2 separate regions of the Canis lupus genome follow, and region 2 is linked to region 1. Evidence: chromatin contacts called from public Hi-C data. All regions are on one chromosome and are shown on one strand. The core of a region is the stretch at or near the end of the contact, and the rest is flanking DNA. Distances in the headings are between cores, read along the strand shown. Region 1 holds the start of RBM15B (putative RNA-binding protein 15B). Region 2 holds the start of C20H3orf18.

Evidence for each region. Hi-C and Micro-C count contacts between places; a contact is called where the count stands out from the background.
Region 2: a contact with region 1 is called in a Hi-C map of skin fibroblasts, with 2.8 times the contacts expected there. The contact joins the promoter of C20H3orf18 here to the promoter of RBM15B in region 1. A contact is called at or near these places in 3 of 9 Hi-C or Micro-C datasets (blood, skin fibroblasts and tumor fibroblasts).

The regions. Positions count from the first base shown.
Region 1 is chr20:38,598,938-38,601,637 of UU_Cfam_GSD_1.0, forward strand. It overlaps RBM15B (putative RNA-binding protein 15B), which reads right to left and starts at 1,380. Exons shown (of 1, transcript XM_038566333.1): 1 at 1-1,380. The coding sequence starts at 1,380.
Region 2 is chr20:39,205,640-39,208,339 of UU_Cfam_GSD_1.0, forward strand. C20H3orf18 reads left to right here and starts at 1,358. Exons shown (of 7, transcript XR_005374913.1): 1 at 1,358-1,616; 2 at 2,668-2,700.

The DNA of each region.
Region 1 (2,700 bases), core at 130-2,629:
GTGATCAATGGTCCGAATGCTCCCGAAGCGGTCAAACTCCCGGGCCAGAGCGGCCAGTGAGGTGTTAGGTCCCAGGCCGCCCACCCAGAGGCGAGTGGTGGGGTTGGCCTTGCCATAGCCTATCTTAATGGGGTTTCGGCCAATCACCCGGCCCGACATGGCCACCTTGGCCCTGTGGGCCATGTCTAGATTCTGGAACTTGAGGAAGGCATACGCACCACCCTGGCCACGGGCAGGTCTCTTGATGACCACCTCCTCAATGATGCCGTACTTCTCAAAGGCCCGCCGCAACTCCACCTCGGACACGCTGTGGTCCAGGTTCCCGATGAAGAGGTTGCGCGTGGCCCGCTGGTCGTCCTCAGGCATCAGGTCCTCCTCGCACACGGCGGGGTAGCCGTATGGGCGCCCGCGGTCGTCGTACAGACCGTAGTAGTCCAGGGCCCGCTCCCGGGACAGTCCTACTGCGGCGGCGGCGGCAGCATCCAGGGCAAAGGCCGCCGCGGCGTGGCGGGCGCGGGGCTCCCGTAGCGGAGGGGCGGCCACTGGGGACAGAGAGCGCTGCTTGTACTGGTAGCCGCCGTGCAGCGGCAGGTAACCGAGCGGGTCGGCGGGCGCGGGCGGCCCTGGGGGCGGCGTGGAGGCGGCAGCACTGCTGCTGCTGCTTCGCCGGCTGCTCCCGCCGCCGCCGCCGCCGCCGCCGCCGCCGCCGCCGCCGCCGCCACGCAGGTACACCGGCTCCACCTTGAGCGGCCGGTCGTAGAGCAGCAGCTGGCGGGCCAGGGCGTGCTGGCGGGCCTCGCGTGCGTCCTGCGGGTGCCGGAAGTTCACGTAGGCCACGCGGCCCAGCTCTGGCGTGTGCGACAGGCGCAGGCTGATCTCGCCAAAGCGCTTGAACTGGTGGAAGAGTCGGTCCTCGAGGTGCTCGGCGGGCAGCGCGGGGCTCAGGCTGCTGATGAGCAGCGTCTTGTACTCGGGTGCGGCCGCCGATGAGCCGGGCCCCGCGGGCTCGGCCCCGGGCGGTGGCGGAGGTGGCGGCAGCGGAGACGCGCGAGGTGATGCACCTGAAGCGCCTGGGTCCCCGGAGGCCTTGCCACCGCGTCCCCCGCCGCCAGCGCCCGAGCCCGAGGAGCGGCCGCTGCTCGCACGGTGATTCGCGTCCCCGGCGCCGCGGCCGTCGCGATGCCCACCCCCGCCGCCCCCGCTACCGCGGGGTTTGTCGCGGGCCCGCGTTGGAACGGGATGCTTGGCGCCGCCCGAGGCCTTGTGCGCCGCCCGCCGCCCGCCCGCCTCCGCCTCCCGTTCGCGCTCCCGCGGCCGCTTGGCCGACGATGACGAGCCGCGCCCGCTCGGGCTCGAGTCTCGCTCGCTCTGCCTCTTCATGGCGCCGGCGCGGCGGGCGGGCGGGCGGCCCGCAGGCCCCTCACAGCGGCGGCGGCGGCGGCCGAGGAGGCAGCGCCCCCGGCGCCGCCATCTTGGACAAAAGGACTCGGCGCGGCGGTGGCGGCGGGGCGGGGCGGGAGCGGCGCCCAGGGGCTGGGCGTCGCGTTATCAGGCAGCGCCGGACTGTCACGTGACCCCGCGGCGGGCGGGGCGAGAGCTACGCCGGGTGTGCGTCATCGGACTGCGCCGCCCCCATCACGTGACCCCCGGGGGCGGGGCAGGGGCCGGGAGGCCGGCGGGCGATCGCGGCCCGGCATTGAGCTCTGGCGCCACCGCGCGGCCTTGGGGCCGGGCTGCGCGGAGATGGGGGCCATCGCGAGAGCGGGCCTGGTTCGCTCCTGCCGGCCCTAGGCTTCCCGCTTCCGGCGCGGGGGCCCGCGCTGCGTGGAACAGGAGTGGCAGTGCCTGTGGGCGCCGGGCTCCCGACTCTTGACCAGCGGCCTCTTTACGTAGCATCCCCCGACTGGTCCGGGGTCGACGGTGAAGAGGATCTAAGCACGCCGCTCCCTCAGCCCTGTCCAGCGCCCACGCCCCACAAAGCAGGGATCCTCCGCATTCAGGTATCACCTGCTGCGGTCCCTGGAAAGGCCGCGATGACCAAGGGCTGTCCATGCAAAAGGCGAGGCTCAGCAGGGTTGAGGCGGAGAAACCCGCGCCAGCAAACCCGCCGTTTACCGAGTGCGAATTGGCGCCACTAGGCTGCGGCCCTCCGAGCAGTGGGCTGAGGGCAGGGCCACGGAGCCAAGGGCGAAGAGAAGGCCAAACCCAGTCGTTAGCACAGCTTGCTACGCTTACCTCTTGAGGCTGACCAGTGCCCTTCTATCCACTTCGAGGGCCAGGACCTCTTCTCCAGAGGTGAGGTGCGGGGGAGGCGGAAAGAATCCTGCCTGGGTGCCCAAGCGGCCTTGGGATGGTTTTATTCCCGAGAGCTGCTGGAAGCATCGCAGAACCTGACCCTTCTGCACGGAAACCGTGGGGGCGGGGAAGAGGCTGCCAGTTCCTCCTCCTCCTCCTCCCATGACCATACATAAAGCAGCTCCTGGAGCAGCTGAGGCAAGTGCAAGGGGAAAGCTCTTAAAAGAAACATCTGTAACATTGTCTGATCTTAACTCCCCTTCCAGCAGGAATGAGTTAACCCTTTGTAGATAACCGTGGGGGTCAGCCCTAGAGTGGGAGTGGTTGGGTTGTTTTTCTGTTCCTGTGTTCAGTGTGGCCTGTAGGCCATGGCCATCTACTTCCTAAGATTTCTATCGCCAGCCG
Region 2 (2,700 bases), core at 108-2,607, 610 kb after region 1:
GCGATTCTTCCTGAAGGTCACGGAAGGGACGCGCTCGCAGCCCGAGGGGACTACTCCGAGCTGGCGTTTGGGTACCCGGCCGCGGCGGCGGGTCACCAGCCAGCTCGGGTTCGAGAACCGGGGCGCCGGGTCGGTCCAGGGGCGTGGTCTAGCGTAGCCTCCCGCAGGCCCGGCAGCACGTGGACGGATTCCAGGGTTGGGGGCGGGACCCCGTGTCCACTACTCGGCCGAGGAAGCTGCCGGAGCCGCGCTGGCGGCCGGGTGGCCACTAGACCCCAGGACCGCTCTGGAGCCTCTTGCTCCCGGGTTTCAGGGTTTGGGGCAGGAAGGTTCAAAACCGAACGCCGGAGACCTGAGTTCGAATCCCGACCGTTGGCAGCTCACTCTGTGGGCCTCAGCTGTTCCTTTTACAAAATTCATGACAGTGTCCCACCAAGTGTGGTGCCGACGCCCTACCCCATCAGAATCTGTTGTTAAGTAGATCACTGTTAACTGATGTTAAACATGCAGTTTCCTGGACTGGGTCCCAGACCGGAGGGGAAGGGGGGAGGGGGGCTCAGGGATCTCCTTGGTAACAGAAGCTTCTCCGGTGATCCCCATAAACTCCTTTGAAAACCCGAGGATTAGAAGGTATCTGAGGGTCCCTCCCCTGAGATTTCGCGCCATAGATGGGGGCTATTGTTAGGGGTATATGTAGTCTTGCTTGTGTCCGGCCGACCAATAATAATAATAATAATACCAAAGGCTCCCAACTTTTCTGGACTAAGCTGCCCTATTTTTAGCCCGAAGTGGGTGTCGTTTACCAAGAGCCCTCTCAGTAGAGCCCTTCTAAGCTGGAAGCCGAGCCCCCGGGAGGGGAAGCTTGTCGGTCAAGGTAACAAAGCAACAGAGGGGGGAGCCAGAGGTCAATACAGATCCGAGGACTCCCAGTACAGTGCTCTCCCCGAGCCTCCAGCATCCGCCTGCGTCCTGGGAGCACGAAGCCATCGGCGGAGGTGGAGCTCCGCGCGAGTTCTGGGGCAGGAAGGGCTTGGCCACCCCCACGGACCCCCACCCGACCTCGGCGTAGCGCACGGGTGGTCACGGGTGGTCTCCAAGACCCGAGACCTTGTGTCCGGCTCCTACTGGGGGCGGAGCCAGATCCCGCGGCGGGCGAGAGGGCCGGCGCCCGGCAGGCTGTGGGCCTGGCAGCCAATCGGGAGCCGGGGGCGCGGAGCCGGCGGGGAGGCGAGGCGCCGGAGCGCGGGGGACCCGCGGGGCTCCCGGCCTCGGCCCCGCCCCCGCGGTGGGTCCAGGCCCTGCCTGCCCGCGCCCGGCGGCTGAGGCTGGCTGAGCCGGCGCTCGCGGCTGCCGGCCGTGCGCTGCAGCGGGCCCAACCCGCGGCTCGGAGCTCACCCGGAGGGGGAGGGCGGACGCGGGGTCGGCCCCGCCGCCCCCCGCCCCGGCCTCCTGCCGATCGCCAGCACCCCTAGCCTTTCCGGCTGAGCTCGGCGCCCCAGAGAGGATTAAGTAAGTGCTGAAGCCGCAGCTTCTGTGCAGGAATGGAGGAATCACCGAGTCGCAGAGGCGGGGATGGGGATTGGAGCAGGGAGGACTGAGGAACCTGGCAGACAACGGTATGCGGGTTCTCGAAGGTCGCGGTGCCAACCCATTTCGCCCGTTTGGACCCCCTTCTCTTGCCCTTTGGACCCCCAGGCAGTCCCAGACAGTGAAGAGCAGGGCCTTTTTCTCTGCTGTGGACCCAGGAATAAACAGCCCAGAGCAAGAGTTAAGGGTCAGGCCCAAGGTCACGGTTTGGGGTCAGAGGCAGAGCCAAGAAAGAACCTGGGACTGCTGTCGCGTTCAGCCTAGCCAGAGAGAGAGGGCAGAGAAGGATGAACCCCCACATCTCCCTGCCCACCTTGCCCCTTCCTGAGGAGCAATCATTAGTGTGTACGTGCCTCACACACACCCATGCACCTGCACAGGGAGGCACCCCACAAACCCCCATGAGCTAGTGCAGGGATGCATGTGTACAGCCAGGAGCTGTGTATCCCCCCTCTCCCTAGGCCCCGCCCTTCTGCACCTTGGCTGGGACCCTGTCCCACCTGGCCTTACCGGGGGCCTTCTGGCCTGGGAAGATGTAAGCCACACCCTGGTCTGGGCCCATCTCTCACCCTCTGTTCTCAATGGCGGAGGGTGAGGGAGGAGAAGCACCTCAGAGTGGGAGCCCCATCCCTGCATGTGAATATATGCTCCCTGCTCCCCTTGTCTCCCTTGTCCCTGGCAGCCCCTAGCTCCCCATGGAGGTCCAGTGACCCTAAGAGCCTGCAGGGAAGCCCTGCCAGAGGACCTGACTTTAGCTGTCTCACCTTCCTGCCTTCTGGTCTCTCCATGCTTACCATCCACCCCCCTCACCCCTGTTCCACAAACACAGCTTGGATTACACAGTGGGCTAGGTGGGGAGCTCCTGTGGCTCCTCTTCCCAAGCTCCAAGAAGCAGTTGGTGGGGGGGGGGGGGGGAACGTCTATATACTGGGTACTTACTGTGGGCAGGGGTTGCGCTGAGCTAAGTCTTTGCTAGGGACAAGTTCATTCTGACATTTCAATGACCTTATGACCTGTGAGGCTGTGAGGGAAGTGGGGTATTGTTTGTTTGTTTGTTGTTAATCTCTACCTAAAACCCAGGAGATCTGAGACCCAAGAGGTGGAGTGACAAGC